7 separate regions of the Mus musculus genome follow, and regions 1, 2, 3, 4, 5 and 6 are each linked to region 7. Evidence: chromatin contacts called from public ChIA-PET, HiChIP or PLAC-seq and promoter capture Hi-C data. All regions are on one chromosome and are shown on one strand. The core of a region is the stretch at or near the end of the contact, and the rest is flanking DNA. Distances in the headings are between cores, read along the strand shown.

Region 1 (3,718 bases), core at 272-2,771, 580 kb after region 7:
CCATTTGTGTGTTCAGGGTCCACCTGTTAATAATCACTTGCTTGTCTTTCTGTCATTAATCCATATCTTGCCAATCTAAATCCCAAAGAGAAGCTACAAGGGTAGAAGGGAAAGGATTTTTTTCCTCCCCTAGAGTCACAAGTTCTTTTTCTCTTCAAGAACCATCTTCCTCTGAGTGTTGTTGGACTTCATTTCCCAGCTTCCTTTGCTGTTAGGTGCAGCCATGTGATTAAATTCCAGCCAATGGAATATGAGCAATGTACTATGCATGGCTCTTGAAAAATTCCGTGCTCTGTGTGTGTGTGTGTGTGTGTGTGTGTGTGTGTGTGTGTGTGATGTCCGTTTGTCTGAGAGCTTTGAAATTCACACCGATTATATTTGTGATAAATATGTCCTTTCTTAAAGCTGCCCAGGATATTTTGATTTTGCAAAGTACTGGAAGTTGACACCAAGCGCTAAGTTCATGCAGAGAAAAAGCATCAGTCGCTATACCAGCTTACCATACAAGGCGCCATACTGCATCCCCAGTGGGGTTCTAATACCAAGTCGACAAGTTCTAGCACCAGGAAGTTCCTTCCTCCCATCTGAAAGCATAACACTAACAAGGTCTTCAAACCCACAGTGGGAGTGAGCTAACAAGTTTGTCTCTCTGGCTGTTACTACTCTATACCTAGCCTCACAGCAGGATGCCTGTGGCCCTTTTTGATGCTGCCTCTGCTGGAGCACACTCAAGAATTCTTTTAGACTCCTAGGATTCTCTTGTCTCCGGTCACCTCTATGACTGTCCCAAACCCCACATCACCAAGGTGGCCATGCACCAGAACACGTTAGCTTCAGCCAGGCACAACATAGTCCTTTCAACCAAGAGACTTTGGCCAGGGCCTTCTGGATGACTCTGCTGGTCTCCTGGCCCTGGACTCAGGGAGAAGAGGCTGTGGGTCTCCATTGTTTTTTTCCAGGGGGCTGTGAGCTACTTGCTCCAGATCTCTGCTCACCAGGGAGGCTAGCACCTGCTATGCCTGGTCCACACTGACCCTCATCTGGAGAAAAGGAGCTGGCCTTCCTTCTACAGTAAAACAAAGAGGCCACCCAGGGACTCTATGCAGAGCTCAGATCTGCTCCAAGATGTCCTGCTGGCTTGCTCAAAAGAGCAGCTGGGCGCTTTTTCTTCTCTATTAAAAACAATCACTGCAGATTACATTGACTTGAGAGGAATAGATGATGAGCCCCTGGGAAGATATTAATTTCCATTTTGTTACAAAAACATACAAGCAGACTGCTGAGAATCCAGTCCTCTCATTTGCTTGTAAAACATATTTTGCATTAGTGCATTCCTTCTTCTAGAGTGTATTAATTTGCATTTGCTCCTTTTTAGAATTTAGCTAATGGCTTATTAATTTTTTTTTCACTGCCTAGGAGGGAGTTTTCCCTTCTAATGAGCATAATATTAAACCCTACAAGCAGTCAACCCCCAAACACCCTGTGGGTCCAGCCCAAGCAGTGAGTCCACGCTGGTCACCTATAGCCCAGTGCTCTTCTGGCCTGAGAGCAAACAAAACCACGGGCTTGCCTTTTTCTCCATCAGCACAGAATTGTAAAAGGAATTTGACTAAATACTAGAGAGGGGGAAAAAAAAAATCAAGTCAGTGTGGTAATAAAGGACTTGAAAGCTCCCCTGTGAGACTTATTGGGAGGTTTTGCTGTTCTTCCCAAGCTCGGCCCTGCCTTCTCCATCGCTGGGGTGCTGGGGTGCGTTCCTGGGTTTGAGCATTCTATTCTCTCTCCAAATATGACTGAGAAACTGACTGGGACAAAAACTTCAGTCTGAAGTCCACGCCAGTGGGTGGCCACAGGGTCAACAGAAGCCCCATTCTCCAAAGCCATCTGCCCCCAGATATACAAAAGGAAGAACCTGGATGCCTGGCAGACCCTGTCCTCCCACCCCTGTCCCATACTGCCCCGCTCTGCACAAAGGTCACTTCCTCCAGGTGCCTATGATTAAGTTTATCAACTCTCTCTTCCTCCATTTTGTTTAAATTTATTACTTCCTTTTTCTCCTTTCTCTTGGTTTGCAGCTTAAAGGGAACAAGGTTCACCAGGCATGGGCTTGATTTATGGTTTCTCTTTTTTTCCCTCCTTAATGTAAGCCCTGGGAGCAATGAATCTCCTCTAAGTACTGCACTGGCAGCATCCCAGAAGCAGAGATGTGTCACTTTCATGGTTGTGTTCTTAAAATATTCTGTGCAGTCCCGAATGTCTTCCCTAATGAAAGGTTTATTTAAGAAAGGATCCGCTCCGCCCAGTGCAATGAGAAACAGCTGAAGACAAGTCAGGGCCAGAGGAGCAGGAAGGAGATTCCATTTGCTGAGACCAATCTCACTCCGTGAAATGAAAACTTCTTGAGGTAAGCAAGGTGGCACACTCACGTGACCACATTCATTCACAAGGCTGAGGCAGGTGGAGCCTAACTTTGAGGCCAACCAGGGCAACACGGTGAGACATCTCAAGAAAAATAATAATTAAAGTGAATGGACATGTGACAAACATTGATAAATCGGTTGCTTTCCTCTTAGGAGTTCTGAGGAAAATATAAGAAAGGTAGCTCAGTCAGTGCTGGCAGAGCATGAGAAAGCCTGCTTCCCATTCCCAGAACCAAATAAACGGGACAAAATGGCACATACCCACAACCCCAGCACTCAGAAGACTGGGGGATATCAGAAGTTCAAAGTCACCCTCCTATACACGAGACCAGCCTCGGTTACGTGGGACCCTGATTCAAACAAACAAAATCAATGAACTTTTAAGGAAAGTTGTCTAAATAATTCTGAAGTGCATCTGTAAAAACACAATGAGTTGTAATCCACCCTCCTCCTGAGGTCAGGGTATGGGTGCCTGGGAAGAAGGCAGGTAGGGGACAGCCACCACCCAAAGCCTTGTGTTTTCTGAGATGTGACTACAGTCTATTCCAGTCATTCAGGAAGGACTTGCTAGATATGCAGCCTGTAGAAACTACGGCCAGAGCAGCAAAAAGGACAAAGAATCTTCCTCCAGGATAGGAAAGGCAAGTCTTAGACAAATGAACACGTGTGAGTACCAGAGAATACTGTAGGGAGGACTGAAGCACCCTGTAGGAAGGACTAAAGCACCCTGGCAGAACAGAGGAGGGTGCTCCCTGCAGAGACCTAGGTGACAGAGATCACTCAGTCTGGGGAGTGTGGGGTCATTACTGTGAAGGTCAAGAAGAAAGGAGACAGTCAGGGCTGTGCCACACACTAAACACCACCCCCACGCCTGTGCAGATGATCCTCGGGCCTCGGTGACCAGTGAGTCCAGTTGAGTCCAGACAGGCAAGTGACTTTGTGGAAGAATCTAGAAAAACACAGGACTGCATGGAGGGAGCTCTTGAGGAAAGAACGGAGCCCTGTGAGGCAGTGGGGAGCTGGGCTCTAAGGAGCTTGGGTCCAAGGCTGAAAATAAGAGTGGGTGTGCTGAGAAGGGGGATGGGCAAGAGGGGACAGAAAGGAGGCAGATGGGACCGTCCACAGACAGGGATGAGGGACAGAGAAGAGGCAGACGGGACCGTCCACAGTCAGGAATGGACTTTCTGTGAACATCCATCTTTCTCAGACAGTTACCAAATGTCCAACTAAGCAGACTTAGCCAGGACACTGGTTTCCCAAACACCATTTTAGGGAATATCTTTTAAAACACTGTATAT
Region 2 (3,707 bases), core at 407-2,906, 610 kb after region 7:
CCAGGCACAGGCATAGCCTCACATGAGAGACAGCTATATTAGGGTCCTTTCAGCAAAATCTTGCTGGCATGTACAATAGTGTCTGAGTTTGGTGGCTGATTATGGGATGGATCCCCGGGTGGGGTAGTCTCTGGATGGCCCATCCTTTCCTCAATTCCCAGCAACTACATGGTGGTTTATAACCACCTATAATAAGATCTGGTGCCCTCTTCTGGTCCACAGGCAGAATGCTGCATATATAATAAATCTTTTTAAAAATTTTAAAAATGTTTAAAAATAAATGAGCAGGACTCCAGAGGCTTCGTGAAGGTGAACCTTCTATGGTTTTTGTTTTTATTGTTTGGGTTTGCACTGTCAGACAGCTACTTCCCTGCCCTGTCATTCATCATCATAATCACAATTTCGGTTGAGGGGTGTTAAAATGTCTGCTTGTATGTAGGCCAGACTGGGATTGAACTCAGAGACCCACTGGCCTTCCAAGTGCTGGAATTAGAGATGTGTGCCACTAAGCCTGGCTCTTTTTTTTTTTTTAATGTACACTTTAGTGTGTGCGTGTGCCCAAGTGTGGGCCTGCAGGCCATGGGGTGCTCCTGTTAGCCAGAAAACAATTTGAAGAAGTCAGTAGCGTACATACGTCCAGGACAGAACTCAGGTCATCTGGCTTGACCACGAGCAGCCTTCCCAATCTTTAATTTCTTGATTACCTTGTCTCATGAATAAATTATGATCATCCATTTCTTTCCAGCAAACTGTTGTCAATTTAAATTGCCATTTAAACTAATGATCCTAAGCTCTTGTGGTCCTCTCTGCTCATTTGTCTTTCATTGGTTTGATGGGTATTTTCCCTTTTCCTTTTGTATACTTAAAAAAGCTTGAGAGCCGGGCGTGGTGGCACACACCTTTAGTCCCAGCACTCAGGAGGCAGAGGCAGGTGGATTTCTAAGTTCGAGGCCAGCCTGGTCTACAAAGTGAGTTCCAGGACAGACAGCCAGAGCTATGCAGAGAAACCCTGTCTCGAAAAACAAAACAAAACAAAACAAACAAACAAACAAAAAGCTTGGATTTGTAATTTTGACTAGGCAGTTTACTTCTACTCATCTCTAATTTCTTTCCATCTATCCTGTTGTTTTGAGGACTCTCACACTTGTAGCCCAAGCTGGCCTGGAGCTCATTATGTAAACTAGGCTAGTCCTAGGCTAGTCTCCTGCATCACTTTGAGTGCAGGGATTACAAGCATCAGTTGGCTTCCCTCTCCTGTAATCTTATATGTTCTGACCTCTGGCTGCATTCCTAGCACACAAGTAAACCCAGTAAGGATGCTGATGAGCAGTTTTCAAGTTCCTGGAGTGGCAAGGGAGGTAGGAAAAGGATTGGTTCTAACAAGAAAGATATGGTTGAATCAAAACTTCAAATTCTCAGTTAGGTAAAGACTATTATGAACTGTATTGTGCCTACATTCATTTTGAAGGCCTCCACCCTTTTTGAGTGTATTTTAGAATGGGACCTTTGAAGAGGAAAGAGTGAAATGAGATCATGAAGGAAGAACTTGATCTGTAAACAGAGAAAAGGTCCTGTGAGGACAGAGAAGACATGAGGACAACCGTCTGCACACAAAGGACGCAGGCCTCTGGAGAAATTGATCTTGCCAACACAATGACCTTGGACTCGCAGCCTCCAGAACTGTGAGAAAATTGATTCTGTTGTTAAAGACACATGGCCTGAGGTGTTTTATTATGGCAACCACAAGAAACTTGGATGAGTAACTTCACTTATTGACAACACATGGGGAAATGGCCAGCTGGCTGTGCTTCTCACAGTGAACAACCACAGATGGAGAGCTGGGTGTTAGAGGTGAGCCACACAACCTATGGAGGGCATGTACAAGCAAAGAAGGGTCACAGTGGACCCCCAGCAAGCACAGACACTGGAGTCTGTGTTAGAGTCGGAATCTGCCATGTGCTCTCCTCCCTGAAGGCTTGTGGTTTGGTCCAGGGCAGTGGAGATGATATGGGATGGAGCCTGGCTGGAGGGGAGATATATCTTGTCCCAGGTCCTTCCTTTCATTTTCTTCACAGCTGCCTAAAAATAAGCAGTTCAGCTCCACCATGATGCTCTGCCCCGCCACGGCCCAGATACAATGGAGGCCAGGGACCATTGACTGAAGCTTCCCGTTTTCTCAAGTTATTTCTGTCATAGCAACAGAAAGCAACCTAACACATCCCTGGAGAACTTTTAAGGCTGGCGGAGAAACACAGGAAAGGCCTGGGGGCATCAGTGCCATGAAAGCTGAGAGAACACTCAGCAGTGCAAGCCGGTCAGAAAGCTGGAGGTCAATGGTCTCCTTGATGAAAAAGAAAAAGCAGCTGGGGGGGGGGGGGGGGGCGAAGGCAGGAGGAGGAAGCAGAGAGAGAAAAGGCAGGCAAGTGTCAAGAAGCCTGCTTGTTAAAAACAGAAAAAGCTGATGGTTAGAAAGAGACATTGGAACCAGAAAGGATCTCCCTGGGATATAAAATTCTTTGTCACATACAGGCACTGGAGATGGAAGATGTAGAATAAGAAATGGTGGGGTGGAGAAAAATTGGTCCAGGGAGCAAAACTGAACTCATCACAGTAAGAACAATGGAGGCAAGATATAGCTGTGTTTTCCTGGCCGATGCTCTCAGGTGGATCTCTGGGTTCAAGGACAGCCTGGTCTAGAGTGAATTCCAGGACAGCTGGGGTTACACAGAGAAACCCTCCCTGCCTTGGAAAAAATTAAATTAAATTAAAAAATAAATTGCATTTCAAAATTACCTTGCCAGTTGGGAAAAAGATGAACAGTAACTTGCTCACAGTGTGTTCCTGTCTGGGGTCTAGAGAGAGTAGTGGGAATATCTATGAGGCTGGGAGGTGTTCTACACTCTTAGGGTTTTTTTTTTTTTTTTTTTTTTTTTGAGAAGAACTTGTTTACCAAAACTTACCCAAAACGTATCCCATTAGAAAGATCAATACCCACAAAGACCTAGTAGTGAGATCAATGTGGGCATGGGCTTCATCCCAGAGATGCCTCCCAAGACCTCATTAATGAACTTCAGTGAGGATATGGAATGCAGGGAGGGAGTGCCACATTTATTTAATAACAGAGCCCCTCTTCCACAGAGCATGTGATTAGGGAGTGATCAAACACATTTTGGGAATCAAACTTAACCTACAGTTAGGTATAGTGCTATCTGGGCATATGGACCAGCAAATAAGGAACACAGGAATACTTTAACACTGGATCAACCCACTTTTTAACCATGCCACTAAAATAGCATCACATTTCTCTGAACAACCCAAATTACTGCCCTCCAAACCCACCAGCTGTACAACCCCATACTCCACAGTCGCATATGTCAAATCTACACTTTTCTTTTTTCTTTTTTTTTTTTTCCTAAAATGTACTTTTTAAAACTTAATTAGGTTTAAATCAGTACAGGGTCTCCATCTCCCCTTAGGAAACAAAATACACACACACATACACACACACACCCCTCCATACCCCCAAGCCCTCCACACATACACATACCCTATCCCACCCCCATATAATCCTCCACACCTACACACACACCCTCCAACCAAGTGAGACATCCCCGGCGATTGGACTATAACAAATATTGACACAAAAGGAGAAAAAAGCATGTTGAAATGTATTAGAATCAACCTGTACAAAAAAAAAAAATTAAAAT
Region 3 (3,769 bases), core at 445-2,944, 710 kb after region 7:
AAAGGCGTGAGCCACCACCACCAGGCCCACTCAAGCTCTTTAAGGACCCTGTGCTGGGTCCTCCTCCTTCCTTCCTCTTGGTGGTTGATTTCAGGTCTCAGCACTCTGGCTACAGATACTCATTACCCACCACCCAGCCCCAGGCTTCTAGCACTGTGTTGTGGGCAGATTTATGCACTGGCCAGAGCGGGAGGGCCAGCAGTGGGCCAGTCATACTCTGGACAGCCTCTTGAGCTGGCAGAGGCCCCAGCCAAGCCATCACCCTGTCCCTTCCCCCACCCCTTCACTCATTATCAACTTAGGGCTTGTGTACAAACAGCAGCTGGCCTCTTTTGTCAATCTCTCTGCCCTCCCTGCTCCTCCCTGCAATGCTTCCCAACTGGCTCCTCCAATTCCACCCCCCAAGATGACTTAGAAGCTAGAGCCCTGGGGAATCCTTGAGAGGGAGGGAGGCAGCTCCTGTTGTTCTTGGTCCTAAGTTTTCCTTCAATTTGGTGATATTAATCCATCTGGGACACCATAGGAACCAGGGAGGGCAAGGAACCAAAGCAAAGTCAAAAAGGCGGCTATAGGCAAGAAGCATGTATCACTCGCCCTTATGCCTGTTTGCAGAGCATGTTTGCAGAGCCAAACTGCCGCCGGGTCTGTTGTCCTGACTGTGCTCAATGCCCCACATCTTTGTAAGGGGACACGTGGAGATGACCTGCTGCTCCCTTAGACCCCTAGTAAAGGCTTCAACAAAAGTAATTCTACCCGTCTACAGGAAAGGCAGGCAGAGCTATATGGCAGAGAGCCCGTTGTCAACGCCCAGGTTTTGGAGCCGGAGGAACACGAGCTGTTCAGCAGAGGACAGGAGTCCGCCTGGTCAAAAGATGTGTGGAGGCAAACAGTGCACACCTTTAATCCCAGCACCCAGAGGCAGAGGCAGGTGGGGTTCGTGGCCAGCCTGGTCTACAGAGCGAGTTCCAGGACAGCCAGGGCTATACACAGAAACCCTGTCTTCAAAACCAAAAAAAGCAATAAAGGTGACAACACTGTAATCGACCCCATTTTGCAGATAAGAAAACGGTGGCTCCAATTTAGTCAGAGAGAGAGGAACCAAGTCTCAGGAGGAACCAAGGCCGCCAGTGCCGTGTTAGAGATGCTGTTGAAGTTTGGAAAGCCTGAGACTCCACGGTGGGTTGGCCCTGCCTTGATCTGTGATCCCCAGGTCAAGGTAACCGAGTGGGTCACAGTTAAGGATATCCTAGACTCTCTGACAAAAGAGGACCTGCGAGAGGCACCTGCGACTTCCAGGAACGTCACAGGATGCACACCAAAGACGGCCAGGAGTTCGCAGGCGGATGGATATGAGAGCTGTGCATGGGAAAACCCCGCCAGCATAGGCAGCGCAGCTGAGGGCGAGGAAGGAAAGGTGGAGCCAGAGCTGGACCTCTGCCCAGGTCCCGTGCTCCTCCGTGCCGCCGCCACCCTACCTCCCCGCCCCAAACTAAAGCCCGCCTTCCAAAACGCTTTGTCCGGACCCTCCGGAACCACTCAGGGCAGATGAGACTGTGTGCAAGGACACGAACAGGCCACCTGACGGCGAGACCAGGAGGCCCCCTAGCGGGCCCAGCTACGCGGCACATGGCCTGGTCCGCGCGGGCGGAAGTCCTACGGCCGGAGACCCGCGGCTGCCACCGGGCCAGCGGGAACAAAGGACACGGCGGGCAGAAGGTTGGCCGAACGGTGATTGGCGGCTGGTGGGGAGTCCGGGCCGAGACGGGATTGGTTGCGGCCTCGGCACCAGCCCCGCCCCTCGAAGCCGAAATCTGAGCTCCTAGCAACTCCCCCGCCCCCGGGCCCCCCTGTGCGGACCTGCTCCGTAGGCGGCCATCTGCACCCGCGAGGGCGCCTACACAGGCGTTGGGCTTGCATCCCTGCGGTACCCGGAGAGCTATGTACCAAACTACCCGCCCTCCTCCCTGCTGCAGGAAGGGGGTGTCAGGACCGTGTAGCGAGTTCCAGACACCGCCTCCTGGAGAAGCTCGACGGCCACTGTAGTGACAGGGTGCACGCGTGAAGAGACCGGATCCCGGGAAGCTGTCCCGAGGGTGGTGGCTGTACTGGGAGAAGGGCCAGAGAACAGGGATCACTCAAAGAGTGGGGGCCAGGGTAAGACAAGGAAGTGGAGGAGGCCATAGTCTGAAAGTCAAGTCAGGGAAGTCTGACTGGATGGCCCTGTAAGTCCGAGAGTAGTGATGGAGCTCTACCCCCAGAACCCCAGCCAGGCTTGAGGCACGAGGGAGAGCGAACCAGGTTCCTTTACTAGCCAGGCCACCGCAGAGTGGTTAAGAACATGAGGAGGGGCCTTTCTCAACAAGGTTCCCCTTTCCCAGATGCTTAAGAGGTGAGAGGGGTGGGGCTCTGGGCCCGGCCACCAATCACAGCCTCTACTCCACTTTGAATCTGGGTTGGCGGGCGCGGGCTGCAGGCCGCCAGGTGTGCTGGGGCCCTCTTTGTCCCCACTTCGTCTGCCCAGGCACGTCCCATTCCACCCCCATCCTTCAAGAGCCCCAGGGCCCGGTCTTGCTGGTTCCCCTCTTCTCCCCGTACACCATCCCCCCCTTCCCGGTAGGAACCTAAAACTGGACTCAGGTCAGGGTACCTTGCAGGCTTGGTGACCAGTCCTCTAGAGTCCTCTTGTACAGGGATCATAATCCACTAGAGGCAGGCAGTTTCTCCACAGCTGGCCACCAAGGGCCTGATGGTGCAGGGGTGGAGGTCGGTCGGGGAGGAACTTTATACCAAAACTCCTTGAAGAAAGAGAAGGCCAGGGAGACTCAAATTGGTGAGTTAGATCCCCAGGACTCACTCATATAATGAAGTTAGAGAACTCAGAAATTGTCCTCTAAACATGGTCTCTATAGTGGGTGTGTGTGTGTAAATATTTGTAAAAAATACGCCTTTTTTTTTTTTTTTTTTGGTATAGAATAGAGTTTATTCAGGTCATCGGAGGGGAGTTAAAAGGCTAGTAGAGGCAGAGGAGAGAGTAGAATAGTAGAGGCTTGCCGTGACCACGTGCTGAGGGGGGAAGGGAATGGGGAGGGAGGGAGCAAGAGGGTAAGAGCAAATAGGCTCTTTTTAAACCCCAGGGCTACTCCATGCATAAGATGTGTATGCCTGTCTAGCCACACACAAGCCCCTTAAGGCTGTGGTTCCTCAGCTGTGAGTGAGATGTGGGGTTGTGTTCCAGGCTGCTGTGAAGATTAAGTGGGATCCTGAGGAGGGATCTTTGTTAAAGGGAAAGCCTGCAATGTGCTCAAGTATGCATAGGTTACCAGAGCCCAGACGCATGCGAGGAGCCAGAGCCCAGCAGCCAGCCAGCCAGCCAGGGTGGGCCTCAGCGCCTGACCTATCTCAGAGGGAGAGGGTGCCAGTAAGAACTAAGCCAAGTCCCATGAATAATCCCTGAGCCCCTCAACCCTAACAGAAGGAAGCCGGGGTTTGGGCTCCTCACACCATTTCCATGCCCTCTAGGTTAAGTGGTGGGGCAGAGGGAAGGGGCTCTTTCCAGGGTGCCCGGATGACAGGTCTAGACGCTGCACACATCACGCCCCTACCCCACCCGCAGCGCTCTCCGCTCTCCTTCCGCCTCTAAGCTCTGGCAGAAATGCCCGTCTTCCCCCCCCCCCCCCCCCCACGTCCCTCCAGTTTGCCTCCCCTAGCTTCTCAAGGCTCTCTCCTCCCAGGTGCCACGGGATTATTATTGAACCATGTCTTGAGCACC
Region 4 (3,529 bases), core at 656-3,155, 650 kb after region 7:
AGTGTGTGTGTGTGAATTAGTTTGGAGCTTGGTTTTGGTTTTTTGTTTTGTTTTCCAAGACAGAGTTTCTCTGTGTAGCACTGGCTATGTCTTGGAACTCACTCTGTAGACCAGACTGCAGGCTGTGCCACTACCTCCCAGCTAATATTTATGTTTATTGTATGTATATGTGCCAGAATATGTATGTGTGTGTATATATATATATATATATATATATTTTTTTTTACAGAGACCACACAAGTGCATGAGCCTGTTGAGGTCAGAAGAGGCATTAACCAAGGTCCTCTTCTAGAGCAGTAAGTGCTCTTAACCACTGAGCATCTCTCCAGCCCCTGTACGGTGAATCCTGAAAACCAGTGATGCCTGAGCTCCACCTCCAGAGATTGTAATTTGATTGGCTTGAGTGGGGAGTTTGCAAGCTCTGATTTTAACAGGCAGCCAAAGTTGAACCATTGGTATTTATCAAATTTTTTTAAAAAGTGTCATGTGGCCCAGACAGGCCTCAGATTTGCTGTGTAACCAAGGATGTCCTTGCACTCCTGATTTCCTGCATCACCTGCAGGGGTTGTAGGCATGCTCTGCCACGTGCAGCAAAGGTTCACTTTGGAGGATTTTGTTTTGTTTGCTATTTGCAGTACTGGGGATTGAATGTAGGGCTTCATACACCCTCGGCAAGTGCTGTAGCCCAGGAATTGTTAATGGCCTTTAGATATCACCTGTGTACCACTGAAGGGAATTGTGTTTCTAATTTTCCCTTTTAAATCCTTAGTTTAGTTGGAATTGTGTTCAAGACAATTCTGAGTCTTACATAGAAAGCTAGAAAATTCCAAGCAGAACATCTTGAAAACCTTGACAGTCTGTGGTTGGTTGAGCTGCATGGTGATCCAAGGTCATCAAAGCCACTGGGGAGCAGCTCATCGACAGAGTGCTTGCCTGGCGTGCGGAGGGCTCTGGCACTGAGAAAAAGAAAAAGTAAGGGTACCCTCTTTGGCAAACCTTTGGAAGTAAGTGCCAACCTTAAAAGCCGAGATCTACTGCTAGATGAGGTGGCCACACCTTGAGAAGAAGGGTGGTCTCTGAGTTTGGGGCTAGCCTGAAGCAAAAGTTGAGTTCTAGGACATACAGGGCTACACAAAGAAACCCTGTCTTAAAAAGCCAGGAGGAAGAGGAGGAAGAAGAAAAGGAAACAATGATCTACTTAAAGTCATTCTGAGGTGGGCATGTAGCTCACTGGTAGAGTATGTATAAGGCCCTGGTTCCACCCTCCAGAACTACAAACTTCTCAGAAATGTACAGTTCCAGAAAATTTTTATTTTATTGTGTGTGCTCAAGGGCTCATTACGTGCACTGTGAGAGTGTGCCACAGACAGCACACCTGTGACAATCAGTTCCCTCCACCTGTCCACATAGGTTCATGGGATTAGACTCAGGCCATCAGACTTATGCAGCAATCATCTTTACCCACTGGGCGGTCTCACCAGCCCTCCTGCCCTAGCCTCCTGAGGGCATGGTTCACCACACCTGGCAACTGGCTTGATCAGGGGGTTGGAGAAAAGTGTGAAAGTGGGTTTGAACCTGGTCTCACTATGTAGCTCAGCCGACCTGAACTCATTATCCATGTGAGCCTTAAATTCACAGCAGCCCTCTTGCCTCAGGCTCAAACATGAGCCACCATGCCTGGCTGCTCCTCTTCCTTCTCCTCCTCTTCCCTTTTTTTTTTTTTTAAAGAAAGATCTTATATCCCAATGCAGAAAGACTTCTGGAGCTGTCCCAATAGTATATAGTATGGACAAGATGTGAGCTTCCTTGAGTGGTTTTAGTCTGAGTTTGTCTTTACCTGAAACTGTAGCCCTATCAGTTTGGCTATCTTGTCCAGGTATGCAAATGAGGAAGAAAGGAGACACCTGGGTATGGCCGAAGACTGAAAGGAGATACAGGTTAGTCAGCATGTGTTAGACACTGATAGATATCTTATCTCACAAGGCCTCCTCAGGGTGGAGCCAACTATGGCACTTTGTACTAACCTCTCTTACAGATCAGGCTTCTCACAGTGCAGTGTAATTCTCCTACCTGGTAGTTTCTCTACCTGGAGGAGACTCTGAGAACCACAGCAGAGCCTGAACCCAACATTCACGACCATTTAGCAAATGCTAGATGAATGAAATGCCCAATTAACCTTGTTATAATACAACATGGTTTGGTCAGTTTCAAATCTGAATTAATCCTACCTTTTTTAATATCAATCATAGTTTTATACCAGTAAGTTTAAACTGTAAAATAGATAAGTACACTGGAGTTTAAGAGGAAAAATGGAAGAAAACTATTGTGGACTTGTAAAATTCTATCAAAGCTTTAAGATTCAATTTTTACTTTTATTTATTTATTTATTTTTTTATTTTATTTTTGAGACGAGGTTTCTCTCTGTATCCCTGACTGCCCTGAAATTCCATTTGTAGATCAATCAGGCTGATCTCAAACTCCAAGATCTGCCTGCCTCTGCCTCCCCAGAGCCGGGATTAAAAGGTGTGCAGCTCATGGCCCTGCTTATAGTTTGTCTGTCTTTTTTTTTTTTTTTTTTTTTCTTTTCTAAACGGGTCTTGCAAGGGATGGAGGCACAGGCCTTTCTTTTTGACTGTATTAGGAGGGTCAGATTTCAACTAAAACATGTTAAGAGGTTTAGCTAAGAGACCATGTTTTTTTTAATTTTTTTCAAAGTTTGGAAATTGTAGGTGCCTAAACTAGGTGTGATGGTATGTGCCTTTCATCTCAACACTGAGGAGGCAGAAGCAGGCAGATTTCTGTAAAGTCAAGGCCACTCTGCTGTTACACAAGGTGAGCTCCAAGCCAGCCCAGCCATAGTTAAGACCCTGTCATAGATAAGCTGGATGATTGGATAGACAGGCAGGCAGGCAGGCAGGCATGCATGCATGCTTATAAATATATATCTGTATATTCCTAGATGTTGCTTTCTGACTGGAAATCAGTTTATTAACATAGATATATTATCAATAAGCTTAATTTCATGTTCATTTCAAGAAGAATCTTAGATACCTGTAGTATCTGTACATTGTAGTATAGTACATTGTCTGCACCCAGCTCAGGTCACGAACACACAGAGTAAAGCCTGTCCATCCCATGCCCTTTAACATTTGTCTTCCCAGTTCTTGAGGTTTGTTCTTTTAAACTTTTTAACTTTGGGGAGAGCTGGACTCTCCCCATCTGTCCTCAGGAGGTGTGGTTCTAACAAGAGCTTATCCCTTGTGCCTCGGAAAACTGAAAGGATAAAGAGCTTTGTGCTGATAGAAACTTGGGTTTCATTCTTGACCCTGATCTTTCTTGGAACAAAGCACAGGTTTCCAGAATGCTTTCTTTCTGAAAGTCAGAGGCTAGTGGCATTCCCTGGAGGAAAACCTGAGTTCTGGTGTCTAGGGAGCGATGTTGGAGCTGGTGACGGTGCTTGGCTCTCCCTGGGGATACCTTAGAAGGGAAGAACAAAAGAACTGGCCTATTAGGATTGTCTGATGCTGAT
Region 5 (3,946 bases), core at 293-2,792, 690 kb after region 7:
CCAGGGACTCGGAGCTCCTCGGCTCCGACCCTCGAGACCTTCGGGGGGGGCGCTCCCTAGGAGCGCTGGACCTCGCGGGAATTCACCTGAGACTCCCGCCGAGGGCGGAGGTGGGACCATGCTTGCTACAAAGTGTTACAGCGGTGGCGGGCATCGCTCCAGAGCGCGCTCTGCACGGGGTCGCACCAGCCGAGGGAGATGGCGAGCCACGGGAGTTTAAAGAAACAAGGCGACTGGGACTGAGTCCCCACTGCGGGACAAGCGGGGTGCGAACATCGAGGTGTTTGAAAGCAACGAGTCCGAACCGAACACGGCTGAGGGTGGAGAAGACTCCACCGGGAGGGCGAGCCCCTGCCTCAGGACCCCAGCCAGGACCGCGGTGCTGCGCGGGCTTCTAGACCGCCACGGCACCACCGCAGCTGGGGAGCCGTGGGGGGGCGTCCAGCCGCTCCGCAGCTTCACTTTCTATTTCCTCCCCCTCTCGCGTGGGCTCGCCGCCCGGGCCCAACCCCGTCAGCAATGACTGACCCTGCGACGAGGTCCGCCGCCGCGGGGACAAACACGACCACCCGCGTTCACCCGTGGCTGCGGACCAGACCCTTAGGTGTCGCGGTCAGAATCCCCCCAGCGCAGCACGCCGCCCCATCCGCGTCATCCCGGATAACCGGTGGCCGGCCCGCTATAGGGCGCGAACCCGGGCGCCTAACAAAGAGCGACTCGGCCGCGGGCGCCCTCAGCTCGCCGGCGCCGCACACGCGCCCCCCACACTTCCGACTGCGGACGCGCCGGAGTTTCAAAGTTATTTCCGTGCGCCGCGGCCCCGCGACCCCGGCCCCGAGAGCGCTCAAACCATTCGCAAACAAGTTTCGAGAATCCGCGTCTCGGCCCTCCCCGTTTGCGTCCGAGTTCCGAGGCGACCCCAGGCCATCGGCCAGCTCCCGACGGCGGCACCAATGCCCGCGCCGCTTCGCGCCCCCTCCCCCGCACACAAAGAGTGTTGCCCGGGGCCATCGCGCCGCTGGAGGGTGGCGGGGTCGCCTGGAAAAGCGTTTGCGTGATGCTTTCCTGAAAGCCCGCAACCACGCGCCCCAACGCCGCCCGGGCGACGGCGCGCAGACCCCGAGGGGGCGGGCGGCGTCCAGCCTCACCTTGGTGGTGATCTCGGAGCTGGTATCCACTGCCGCGTCTGACATGGTGGGGCACGCCGGTGGTCCGATGCCGCGAGTGAGGGAATTAAAAGTCGAGTTCGAGGACTCTGGCGAGAGAGCTGCCGGAGTCCGCGCTGGAGGAGGCGGTGGGCGGCGAAGGTGGCTGCAGCGAGCGCGGAGCACGACCCAGGAACAATGCAAAGATGGCTTTTCGGAGCAGCCAGTGGGGGACTCACGCGGCGCCAGAAGCTTTAATATAGATTAGTGGGCGGTGCTCAGCCACCCTAGTCCCGGCGCTATTGGCTGAGCGCAGGGAGCGGGCGTCCTCTCATTGGCTCGATTCCGAACAATGGGCAAGTGAGCTTAAAGCGGCAGTGCCTCGGCTTGGCGCGCGCTGCGCAGTCCCCCGCCGCACTGTCATTCAGAGTGTTGAATTTTGTTGGGTCTCGCCACGCCGGAGGGGGGTCGCGCGCGTGCGCGCTCCCGCAGCTGTTTTGCTAAGGCCTCTGACGCAGAAAGCTAAAGCGCGGCAAAGCTGCCCGCCCAGCCCCGGTCCTCCCCCTCCCTCGCGACTGCTCGGAAGAAGGAGGGGGAGGGAGGGAGGAGGGGGAGCGGGAGCACTGCCCGCCAGGGGGAGGGGGAGGGGAAGGCGAGCGATGGGCGGCGCTTGCCCCGGGCGGTGTCCCGCGTGGTTCCCGCGCCCGGGACCTGCCCGCACCGAAGAGCAAGTTGTCCCAGTTCAAGTGAACATCAGTCCACACAACGGGGTGACTGTGACTCGCACCTTCCGCCCCGTCCTCCTTTCCCTCCGCCTCGATGACACTAGTGATCCCCACCGCCCACCACTGTCCCGCCGTCCAGGGTCAGCTCCGGAGTGGGCCTCGCGCCCTGCACACTTGGGGGGACTCATGCGAAAGTCCCGGTGTCCTCGAGCGAGACAGGCCTGGGGCCTCACGCCACAAGGCGGTGTCGCGCCTCAGGGCTCTCTGGTCAGCGTCTGCTGTAAGAGGTCACTGCCGTCGCGACAGCTCTTAACATCATCCAGAGCCCCGCCCGGCCATCGAGTTTACCCCTCTCCCCTAACATTTTGCAGGCTCCAGTGGGCATATGAACAGTGTGCAACTGGGAGAAACTTGTCTCCCCGGCCATTAGGACTAGTCCTTGAAGGGGTTCCTTCAAACTTGAGCCATTTACGGTACCACGCGGAGCCTGAGAAAAGAAAAACCATAAAGACGCCACACTCAAGATGGCGTTGGACTCGGCAAGCGTGGCGTGACGTGGCGACTCGGCTCACGCGAACAACTTCAAAATACTATATTACTCCATTTTTAGCGCTGTCTCACTTGGCTGTCGAACTAAGGAATTTGCCCTGTGAGAAGAGCGACCAGAATGGCTATAAACGGGTTCGGAGAAACGACTTCGCCACACTCAAGATGGCGGCAGATAGCGTCCGACTGTGTGTCGCCAGGAGGGGGCGCCCGACACGGAAGGCGGGACTTGGGAGAAACCCGCACACACTGGCTGAGAGTGGCGGGCGAACACAAAGTTGACGCTTTGCGCCCTGCCATTGGTCATTCCTGCTGTCTGTCTCCTGGGGGCCGTGGAATCGGGAGTGAGGAAAACCCGGAGTCTTGAATCGGGGAGGGTGAATGGGTGCCAAGTCCCTTAGAGCTTTGAGGTCGAGGCGAGGAGACTGAACTGCCCTTATGGCTCACCCCCGGCGTTTGGGCCCATCCTCACCCGGAGGCCCCTATGCGGAGCTTGAGGAGAGGAGAGGAACGTGCAGTGTCGGGAAACTGTTGCAGTTGGACCCAGGGTCGGCCCGCGAGCCGCACGTGGCCGGCCCGCATCCCCGCGCGCACGTGCCAGTCCCGCCACCAGCCGCTTGGGCCTGTGTGAGCTTTTCCTTTAAGGAGAAAGCCTTGCCGCCGCCCTTTGGCCTGCGCTCACTCCCGTTGTCCAGCGGTTGCTCCTGTCCTGGCAGCCCCTGGCAAGGGAGGGTGTGAAGGCCCCCGGGGTCTCGCTCTTCTCGGAGCACACTAATGGCCGGAGACGGTTATCGCGCCCCAGCGCCCTAGGTTGCACAAACTGCCTGAGTCCGAACTGCCCCACCCCCGCCAGCGGGCTTTACTGTGATGAGGATATGGAGCTTAAACAGGGAAGGGCCTTTGAGCTGCAGCTGCCCAGACCCCTTTTTTGTAGATAGGGAGGGACGGTGCTTCAATATAAACAGAAAGGAGGATGCTTTCTACCTGGTGCTTATCCATTAAGCTCCCGTTATTCTCTAGAGGATTGTTCCATCTACAAAACCCAGATGCACAAAGAGCTTGGCCTATACCACCCACATCTTAGTTGTGGTTTCTGAGTTCTGGATTGGGAGAGCTGAGGGAGGCAAGGTGGCAATCAGTGAGAAGCTGGATAAGTATGAACTTCCCTCGAAGAAGAACTGCTTTATCTAGTCTTGTGCATGCCCGTGCCTCTACCATAAGGGAGGAAGGCCCACGCATCTGGTTGTAGAAGCACTATCTATGTTCAAGCTAAGCTTACGGACCTCCTGCTGTATTCATGACAGTGTTTGGCTCATACAAAGAAAAAAAAATCCATAGGTTCTAGAAAGGAAGTTAGAGTTATCAAATAAGCCATGGTCAGAGCTCCCGCTATCCTAGTATGTTTGAGAAGACCAGGAACAGAAGTCTCCTCTGGGCCTTTTGTCTGGCCACAGGAGTCTTAAGAGCCAGGAACTGCTGTAGTTGCTGGGACTATGAAGAGTCCCTTTCTTTCCTTAACAGGTTGTTCTA
Region 6 (3,602 bases), core at 646-3,145, 630 kb after region 7:
CTGTGACTATACATACAACTTGCCATTGGAAAAAATGCTACAAACACATGTCAGCTATATGCCGCACATACTGCATAATCACGTATAAGTGAAATCCACATACAAATTCAAATACACATAAAATATCCACATAGCCATAAAGCCAGGAAACAAGTTGATTGCCTGCAGATATGCGGATGTATTATGGTGGAAAAGGGCATACGTGGTAGCTGCTGGGAAGGCTCTGCTTCTTGATTTGGGTGATACTTATGGGTGTGTATATCTTCTCTCACCCAATGTATGGCACATCTCATTAACAAAGATAATTCAGGATTAAAAAAAAAAATTAACATGAGGGGAAAATCCTCAACCTCTGAGTAAGAGGTTCTCAGCCTTCCTAACGCAGAGACCCTTTAATACAGTTCCTCATGCCGGGCGTGGTGGCGCACACCTTTAAGCCCAGCACTCGGGAGGCAGAGGCAGGCGGATTTCTGAGTTCGAGGCCAGCCTGGTCTACAGAGTGAGTTCCAGGACAGCCAGGACTACACAGAGAAAAACCCTGTCTCCCCCCCCCCCCAAAAAAAAAACAACAAAAAACCAATTCCTCATGCTGTGGTGACCCCCATCCCTAAAATAATTTTCATTGCTACTTCAGAACTGTAATGTTTCTACTGTATGGATCATAATGTAAACATTTTTGGAGATAGCGGTTTGCCAAAGGGATTTTTGACCCACAGTTTGAGAACCACTGCTTTAAGTTCAAATGTCATTTCCACCATGAAGTTTTGCCAGCTGTTAAAGGCACGTCACCAGAACCTCTAAGGCATTCTCCACTTGATCTTGACTAAAAGGCCAACAAGTAATCCTCTGTGGCATTCTGATATCTTTTCTTTTATGCCACTTGTCAACTCCATCTTGAATCTCCTTATCTCCCTAATCAGTTATGTATCTTCTGAATAACAGTGGCCTATCTTTTACTTAATTCAGTACCCAACCAAAACCAAAAACCAAAACAAGGTTTGTTGAGTTACTTGGAAGAAAAACAAACAAAATGGGTGGGTGATCAAATGGGTGGAGTGGGAACAAGAACAGGAAAGAAGGCCAGAGGAAGGACACAGGCGTCTCCAAGGAAACAGAGGGTTAAACCAACTTTATCTACTTTCTGGGGGAAAAACAATCATTAAATGTCAACTTGAATGTCAAAAAAGCAAATAAAAATAGCAAGACCTATCTAGTCTGAGGATAAAGGACTGTCACACCAGCTCCTTTCAGGAAATCCATGAAATAAATGCTTTCCTATTTTCTGGGTGTTTCAACACTAGTTCAGAAACTGTTCATTAAGGAGAAAAACAATCACATTGCCATGCTTCTAAAAATATTACCTCCCTAGTGTAGTGTAGATACTAGATGACAGGTCAGTAGATGTAAAGCCAGATTTTAACTGTGTCAATTTGCTGTGCTCTCTGGCCAGTCTCTGCCTCACCGGGTCTCTATTTCCTCATATTTAAAAACAAAAGATAAAGAGATTGGATTGGCAAAATCTTTTAAGTCTTCCTGTACTAACATTGAGTATAAACAATCTTTAGCTCACCCAGTCCAAAGCAGAAATATAACATAAACCCTGCAAAACAAGTAAAAATGAACTCCAGACTAATAAACTAACACTATTTGAGGAGGTCATTTTGTTCTGTTATCTCTCGTGGCTTAATATGTGGTTTTGTTGGTGGTTTGCAGTCTTACCATGGTTTGCAGACTCCTGAGTTCCATGTAAACAGAAGTTAACTGTCGGTGGGTTGTCACGTCTCCGGGGTAAAAGAAGACCTTCCTGCTGGGTTTCAAGTAACAGGATTCAGAAACCAACCCCATAGGAGGATTTCAAATATGTGCACACTGCTCGGCACACTGGAACCCAAGTTAAAAAGATGGAGCGCATAGTATGCTGGGACTTGTAGTCCCTGGCCTCTAATGGTGCGCTGGGATCGCCTGTGCTCTCTGGGATGCTGGGAAATGTAGTTTCTGCCACCTTGTACAGTGCAGCCTGCCATAGTCTCAGACCACTAGTGTGCCCGGCAACAAGAGCAGGCATCTCAAACGCCTCTGAAGATTTCAAGCCATCGCTCCTCTGGGACAAACTCTAGGCAACAACACGAAAGAAAATTCTGTCCTCCGGGACTCTCCAAGAGGGCCTTTCCCACTGACGCTCTCCGTCCCCGAGCGAAGCCGCTGAGCGTTGCTATTGGCTACTCAAGATGCCAATCGCCAAGGCTGGCTTGTCATTGGTTTCAAGGCGGGAGCTCCACGACTAGAGGGAAGGAGAAGGGATCAGGAGCGGGAGCTGAGGGGAGGGAGAGGCCGGTTCGGGTCTGGCCGCCACCGCTGTTCACCTGAGGTGTCCGGCCGGGCTGCGGCTGTCCTCGGTTCCTGGGTACCGTCTGCGAGGCCCCGCGGAGCCAGCGTGGGAGGGCCGCGGGCGGCAGGCGCCGCATCATGTCAGCCAAGGACGAGCGGGCCAGGGATATCCTGAGAGGCTTCAAACTGTATCCGCCCGGGAGCAGGGGCGGGGCTGGGAGGAGGCCGTGGCTCTAAGGAGCCAGGCTTTGGCAGGGGCGTCAGGTGGGCACCGGGGAAGAAGGGCTACGAGAAGGGGCAGGAAAGGAACTGTGTGCCGGGCCCCCGGGAGGGACCGCGAACGGGAGGCAGGCACAGGGGCACCCTGAGGGAGAAAGGGGACGTTGATGGAGCCTGGGGGGGGGGGGGGGCGGGGGGGAGGATGGAGGTGGAGGAGCCCCGGGACCTGGCTACTGCGAGAAGAGTTCCCATTTGAAATTAGGGTCCTGAAGGCCGGGAGGCCAGAAGGGGGCTGCAGTCCCCACGCAGAGGCTGAGGGAGTGCAGCAAGCTGGCCTCCTAGCCTGCCTAGGAGCGACTTTGGCGGGAAGCCCAGGGTGGGAGCAGGAGAAAGTGACTCCAAGCAAGTGACCTTGTATGTGGGGGATAATGTACCCCATCCCACCCCACCACACACACATCCGTCTTGTTTTCACAACTTTTCTTCCTCACTTGTGGCTTCTTATAGGGCTGGAGTAGTGGAGAGGTGGGGAAAGAGAAATTAAAGACGGACCCCATCTTAACACTTTGTTGGCCTTTGGAGCATTAACATCTCAAGTTCTCTTTCCAGCGAGATGAGAAATAGGAGGTGTGTGAGATGCATGAGGTACTTTGGTTTTGAACCGACTCCCGGCAAAATTATCTTTGGCATTGCTGAGGTTAACGCTTTATTATGGTGAAGCTGTTCACAATTACTTGATTGTGTTGAGGACACCATATGATATCAGAATTCGTTGTTTCGGTGGACTTGGTGTTGAATGCCTGTGATCCCAGTACTTGGGAGATGGAAGCAGGGGGATCCAGAATTCAGGTCATCCTCAGAGTTTCATAGAGTTCAAGACCAGCCTTAGTTATAGGAGACCCTGCTTCAAAAAGGAAGAAAGTGAGAAGCCAGAGGAGGAAAAGAAACCATTGCTTCAGGCCTGTTGTAGCTACACTGTGACTTTTGCAACCTCTTTATATAGAGAGAGAAAACTTCGAAGCGTTTGTTTTATTTTGGAGACAGGGTCATACAGT
Region 7 (3,843 bases), core at 1,183-3,682:
TAATGAGATCTAATGGCCTCTTCTGGTATGTCTGAGGACAGTGACAGTGTCTCATATACAAAATAAATAATTGAAAAAAAGAAGAAGAAGGAGGAAGAGGGCATTAAAAGACCCTACTCTTTACAACAGCTCATAGTTATAAACAATTAAACCACCCAGCAAATGTTGATAAAGACACTTGAACAAAGTAGAAGAGTGAGCCTGAGCTGGCCCTTTAGGCTATCTTGCACTAGTTACTTAACCTTGAAAAGCCTCATTTTCCTTAACTATCAGAAAACATGCCAAGATCTCTTTTGCAGAGTTATTAGGAAGAAGCTAGTGGGAAATAGAGAGGAATATAATACATGCAATAGGGACTTGGGGGACAGCTAGAAGAAAAAAAGCGAGCTAGAGAGGGACCACAGCGAGTCCAGTGGGGGCAGGGAAGAAGGAGAACAAAGTAATGGCCTGAGTATGAAGGTGTCCTAATAGAACCTGCTACTTTCTATGCTAACCTAAAAAGTTAGGAAACAAATCCACAGGGATGCCTCTGGGTGGCTGCAGTGGCTAGACTAAGAATGACCACCATAGGCTCATATATTTGAATGCTTAGTCACCAGGGAGCAGAACTGCTAGGAAGGATTAGGAGGTGTGTGGCCTTGTTAGTTAAATAAATAAGTAAAAAAGAAAAAGAAAAAACTTGTCATAAGAGTTGCCCGGCCGGGCAGTGGTGACACACACCTTTAATCCCAGCACTCGGGAGGCAGAGGCAGGCGGATTTCTCTGAGTTCAAGGCCAGCCTGGTCTACAGAGTGAGTTCCAGGACAGCCAGGGCTACACAGAGAAACCCTGTCTCAGACCCCACCCCCACCCCCCAAAAACAACAACAACAAAAAAACAGTTGCCTGGTCATGGCATCTCTTCAACAGCAACAGAACAGTGACGACGACAGTGGCCAACATAACCATCCTTATTCAAGACAGGCAACCTAAAAACTATCTTCTTAGGATGCAGTTTGATTTGTTCCAATAGGAGAAGAAGGGAGGAAGGGCTGCAGGTATGAAGCTAGGTATTGCAGGGCCTATGACAGGAGACCAATGGATCTCTATCCTGCTGGACTCTGCTAATAAGCAAGGTGGAGAAGACATCAGGTCTTTTCTCAAGAAGCAGAGCTCACTCAGCCACCATGAAAACCTAAGGAAGAGCTGGCTGTACAACTGGAATCCCCATCCCAGTACTTCCTGAGTCTGCACCTCTGAACTCACTGTATTGAAAACCTGCAGCTTCACCACCTATCAGTGAGTCCACTTTCCCTTCACAGCTCATGCTCAGCATTTTACACAGTACCTCTAAGTATTGCAGAGCGTGATGTGGTCCTTCCGGTCCTAACCACTACAGAGGTGAGATCGATGGCTCAGACTGGAGGACTTTTGTACTGTCAAACAGCTGGTGGGCTTAAAACTAAAAATGTAGGCCTTTGAATGATAAACCAGATTTGATCACTACAAACCATAGAGAGGAGGGAGCACTGCAATCTACCCAGGGATACAATTCTTGTGAAACACTAACTTAAGTGGGGCTAGATGAAAACGAAAATTACTTTTAAATGCTAAAAGATTTAATCGTTAGGAGGGGAATGTTCTCACCCCCCCATCCCCCACCCCAACACATATTTCTTCTCTGTACTTCCCAACTGTTCGCTGCGGGAATTGGAGATGAATGCAGGGGTGGGCAGCCACTAAGAGTTGAAAGACAGGGACGGGGTGGGGGATGAAGGGAGGGTGGTGGTCGGGGAGGAAGCAGGAAGAATCTCAGATGAAAAGCATTCCGTACTCGAGAGGCCACAGTACTCAGCGCGGCTGCCCCATTACCTCATCGCAGCTGCCCAACTCTACGACACGGGCTCTGTTACCGTCCCCGCTTGCAGAAGACAAAATCGAGGCTCGGAAGGGAGAGGTGACCTTCCCAGGACGCCGAGCGAGTGCGGGAGGGAAGCCGCGTTCAGAGAGAAGGCAGCAAGGCTGCGGAAACACCCGAAGCGCTGAGGTCCCGCCCCTCCACGCCGCCGGCAGCCCGCACCCACCAGGGCGGGGCGTCCGAAAATCTCCTTCCGGGCGGCGCGGCCTCCCCTCCCCCGGCCCGTGCCGCGCCGGGGTCCAGCGGCTCAGGGGTCCCGGCGACCTCGGCCGCGCTCTCCCGGCCCCGTCGGGCCCGCGGGCGCAGGAAGGCTCGGGCTGCGGCGGCCCGGGAGCGAGCGGCTCGGCTGAGGGCGCGCCCGGCCCCGGCGGGAGCGGTCCCGGGGGACGGTTGGGGGAAGGGGCCCCGGGGTCGGCCACGCGCCACTCACGCGTCGAACTTGTTGTTCATCCTCTTGCCGCCGCTGTCGCCACTGCCTCACGGAGTGACTTCCGCTCTACCGGGTCCCATCGCTAAGGGCCCGGCTACTTCCGGTTGGCTGGCGAGGCGCTCAGCGGAACGTCAGTGCTCAGGCCTTGGGCGGGGCCTCTTTCCCGGACGGGTGGCCCGGGACGACAGCGCTTGTTCCGACCGGGGCTGTCTTGGTGTGGCTGCTTGCACTGAGCATTGTCTACGCAGGCTGCCGGCCATCCACTTTAACCTCCCCGTGGATTCCAGGGGGAAAATGTCAGGCATAGTAACCTTTAGTAAATGGTATTCTCTGGCAGTTGATCCTTTGCTCTTGGTGTTTGGAGAGGACGAGAGAGCACTACAAACAAACTTGCAATTCTGGCTCTTGGGAAATGGCAGCAGGAAGATCCAGACCTGCCTAACCAACATAGTGAGTTCGAGGACAGCCTGGGATACATTAAGACCTTCCCTATATATTGGGTGAAGTGGGGGGTGGGGGGAGTCGAACCAGGGTGACAAACTTACTGAGGACCGAGATGGTCTCACTCATCATTGCCTCCTCAACTGAAGTCATTGTCCCCACACTCCTAAGGACTGTCCAAAACCACATCACATACACAGGAATAAATTCCCTAGTTGGTGATGTAACTCCAGAGCTATGAGGCACGCATTTTCCTGACCCATCTGCTGAACATATTACATTGTTAGATGTTTATTTTTAATCACCAGAGAGGAGGGGTAGAAATTGATGTTCGTGCCTGTATTTACAGGTGAGGAAAGTGTCCCAGGACTGGCCCGTGGTTGTCCCCTGGTCACTCAGCAAGGTCACGCTTTTTCTCCTCAGGAAGACCTCAGGGGATCATCCTATTGCCTGGCATGTAAGGGAGGCTGAGGAAGCTCTCCTGTCACACCCAGCCCAGTGGCTTTGGGCCTAGCCTTGCAAGTACTCTGGCTTTTGAGAAGAGAGAGGACGAAAGGAATTTGCAGGGCTAGGAGTCTTTCTTACAGTGTCTGAGATTGGATCAGAGATGGAAATTTGAACCCTATAAAGGAGTGTTCTAGAGAGTTCCTCTTACTCTGGACCCCAGCTTGCTCATGTGAAATGTGGGTCAGGTGAACAGGGCCTTTTTTTTTTTTTTCCGAGACACGGTTTCTCTGTGTAGCCCTGGCTGTCCTGGAACTCACTCTGTAGACCAGGCTGGCCTCGAACTCAGAAATTCACCTGCCTCTGCCTCCCAAGTGCTGGGATTAAAGGCGTGTGCCACCACTGCCTGGCTTTGTTTGTTTTTTATTTTATTTTATTTTATTTTATTTTGAACAGTGCCTCTTGACTATCCATACTGTGAAGAATTTCTAACAATGGGGGGGGGGGAGATAGTAAAACTCAAGAAATCCTTTGTGATCAGTGGGGGTGGGAGGAAGTATTACATTAGACGAATGGGACGTACTGCTGAAGGTACACATTTGTGCTGTGGCATCTAGAAGAACCTTGCTAGT

What was found. Promoter capture Hi-C pulls out the DNA fragments that hold promoters and counts their contacts. ChIA-PET counts read pairs in DNA pulled down with a chosen protein or histone mark. HiChIP or PLAC-seq counts read pairs in DNA pulled down with a chosen protein or histone mark. Capture Hi-C pulls out chosen DNA fragments and counts their contacts.
Region 1: an H3K27ac HiChIP or PLAC-seq map of acute myeloid leukemia shows a contact between it and region 7, with 7 times the contacts expected there. The contact joins the enhancer-like site here to the promoter of Eif4e2 in region 7. A contact is called at or near these places in 10 of 39 promoter capture datasets (the C10 cell line, the HPC-7 cell line, cranial neural crest and 6 more), 1 of 15 datasets of contacts at CTCF or cohesin (the NIH/3T3 cell line), 1 of 484 Hi-C or Micro-C datasets (bone marrow-derived macrophages), 21 of 115 datasets of contacts at active chromatin or transcription factors (the 230-238 cell line, acute myeloid leukemia, bone marrow-derived macrophages and 14 more) and 3 of 9 other capture datasets (adipose tissue, liver and macrophages).
Region 2: a promoter capture Hi-C map of trophoblast stem cells shows a contact between it and region 7, with 6 times the contacts expected there. The contact joins the enhancer-like site here to the promoter of Eif4e2 in region 7. A contact is called at or near these places in 18 of 39 promoter capture datasets (the 3T3-L1 cell line, 3T3-L1-derived adipocytes, the C10 cell line and 13 more), 3 of 484 Hi-C or Micro-C datasets (the HPC-7 cell line, cortical neurons and embryonic fibroblasts), 17 of 115 datasets of contacts at active chromatin or transcription factors (bone marrow-derived macrophages, craniofacial prominence, differentiating embryonic stem cells and 12 more) and 2 of 9 other capture datasets (adipose tissue and pancreatic islet).
Region 3: a contact with region 7 is called in an H3K27ac HiChIP or PLAC-seq map of cardiomyocytes, with 4 times the contacts expected there. The contact joins the enhancer-like site here to the promoter of Eif4e2 in region 7. A contact is called at or near these places in 4 of 39 promoter capture datasets (the 3T3-L1 cell line, cranial neural crest, hippocampal neurons and 1 more), 5 of 115 datasets of contacts at active chromatin or transcription factors (astrocytes, bone marrow-derived macrophages, cardiomyocytes and 1 more) and 2 of 9 other capture datasets (embryonic stem cells and embryonic tail).
Region 4: an H3K27ac HiChIP or PLAC-seq map of trophoblast stem cells shows a contact between it and region 7, with 4 times the contacts expected there. The contact joins the enhancer-like site here to the promoter of Eif4e2 in region 7. A contact is called at or near these places in 16 of 39 promoter capture datasets (the 3T3-L1 cell line, 3T3-L1-derived adipocytes, the C10 cell line and 11 more) and 6 of 115 datasets of contacts at active chromatin or transcription factors (bone marrow-derived macrophages, embryonic basal ganglia, embryonic hindbrain and 2 more).
Region 5: an RNA polymerase II ChIA-PET map of memory CD8 T cells shows a contact between it and region 7, with 32 read pairs. The contact joins the promoter of Ptma here to the promoter of Eif4e2 in region 7. A contact is called at or near these places in 7 of 39 promoter capture datasets (the 3T3-L1 cell line, 3T3-L1-derived adipocytes, cranial neural crest and 3 more), 11 of 115 datasets of contacts at active chromatin or transcription factors (astrocytes, bone marrow-derived macrophages, effector CD8 T cells and 3 more) and 1 of 9 other capture datasets (macrophages).
Region 6: a promoter capture Hi-C map of adipose tissue shows a contact between it and region 7. The contact joins the promoter of Cops7b here to the promoter of Eif4e2 in region 7. A contact is called at or near these places in 22 of 39 promoter capture datasets (the 3T3-L1 cell line, 3T3-L1-derived adipocytes, the C10 cell line and 15 more), 5 of 484 Hi-C or Micro-C datasets (B cells, CD4 T cells, the HPC-7 cell line and 2 more), 31 of 115 datasets of contacts at active chromatin or transcription factors (the 230-238 cell line, bone marrow-derived macrophages, craniofacial prominence and 17 more) and 4 of 9 other capture datasets (adipose tissue, liver, macrophages and 1 more).

The regions. Positions count from the first base shown.
Region 1 is chr1:86,631,439-86,635,156 of GRCm38.p6, reverse strand. The region is part of intron 1 of Gm41908 (a long non-coding RNA gene); the gene reads right to left. Among named protein-coding and RNA genes, the nearest start is that of Gm41908, 6.2 kb to the right of the region's middle. Within about 2 kb of position 1,521, at least 62 of the 459 cell types and tissues checked have an H3K27ac peak or open chromatin away from gene starts, as enhancers often do. A contact at or near this core is called in the HPC-7 cell line, the NIH/3T3 cell line, acute myeloid leukemia and 4 more, where this site is marked.
Region 2 is chr1:86,606,205-86,609,911 of GRCm38.p6, reverse strand. It overlaps Cops7b (COP9 signalosome subunit 7B), which reads right to left. Exons shown (of 8, transcript NM_172974.3): 8 at 3,084-3,707. Among named protein-coding and RNA genes, the nearest start is that of Gm41908, 19 kb to the left of the region's middle. Within about 2 kb of position 1,656, at least 7 of the 459 cell types and tissues checked have an H3K27ac peak or open chromatin away from gene starts, as enhancers often do. A contact at or near this core is called in liver and trophoblast stem cells, where this site is marked.
Region 3 is chr1:86,502,171-86,505,939 of GRCm38.p6, reverse strand. No RefSeq gene overlaps it. Among named protein-coding and RNA genes, the nearest start is that of Ptma, 23 kb to the left of the region's middle. Within about 2 kb of position 1,694, at least 425 of the 459 cell types and tissues checked have an H3K27ac peak or open chromatin away from gene starts, as enhancers often do. A contact at or near this core is called in astrocytes, bone marrow-derived macrophages, cardiomyocytes and 4 more, where this site is marked.
Region 4 is chr1:86,561,312-86,564,840 of GRCm38.p6, reverse strand. All of the region lies in intron 1 of Pde6d (phosphodiesterase 6D, cGMP-specific, rod, delta), which reads left to right. Among named protein-coding and RNA genes, the nearest start is that of Pde6d, 20 kb to the left of the region's middle. Within about 2 kb of position 1,905, at least 11 of the 459 cell types and tissues checked have an H3K27ac peak or open chromatin away from gene starts, as enhancers often do. A contact at or near this core is called in trophoblast stem cells, where this site is marked.
Region 5 is chr1:86,524,153-86,528,098 of GRCm38.p6, reverse strand. It overlaps Ptma (prothymosin alpha), which reads right to left and starts at 1,542. Exons shown (of 5, transcript NM_008972.3): 1 at 1,149-1,542. The coding sequence starts at 1,193.
Region 6 is chr1:86,581,214-86,584,815 of GRCm38.p6, reverse strand. Cops7b (COP9 signalosome subunit 7B) reads right to left here and starts at 1,895. Exons shown (of 8, transcript NM_172974.3): 1 at 1,720-1,895. It overlaps Pde6d (phosphodiesterase 6D, cGMP-specific, rod, delta), which reads left to right and starts at 2,031. Exons shown (of 5, transcript NM_008801.3): 1 at 2,031-2,516. The coding sequence starts at 2,467.
Region 7 is chr1:87,212,503-87,216,345 of GRCm38.p6, reverse strand. Eif4e2 (eukaryotic translation initiation factor 4E member 2) reads right to left here and starts at 2,432. Exons shown (of 7, transcript NM_001039170.1): 1 at 2,327-2,432. The coding sequence starts at 2,346.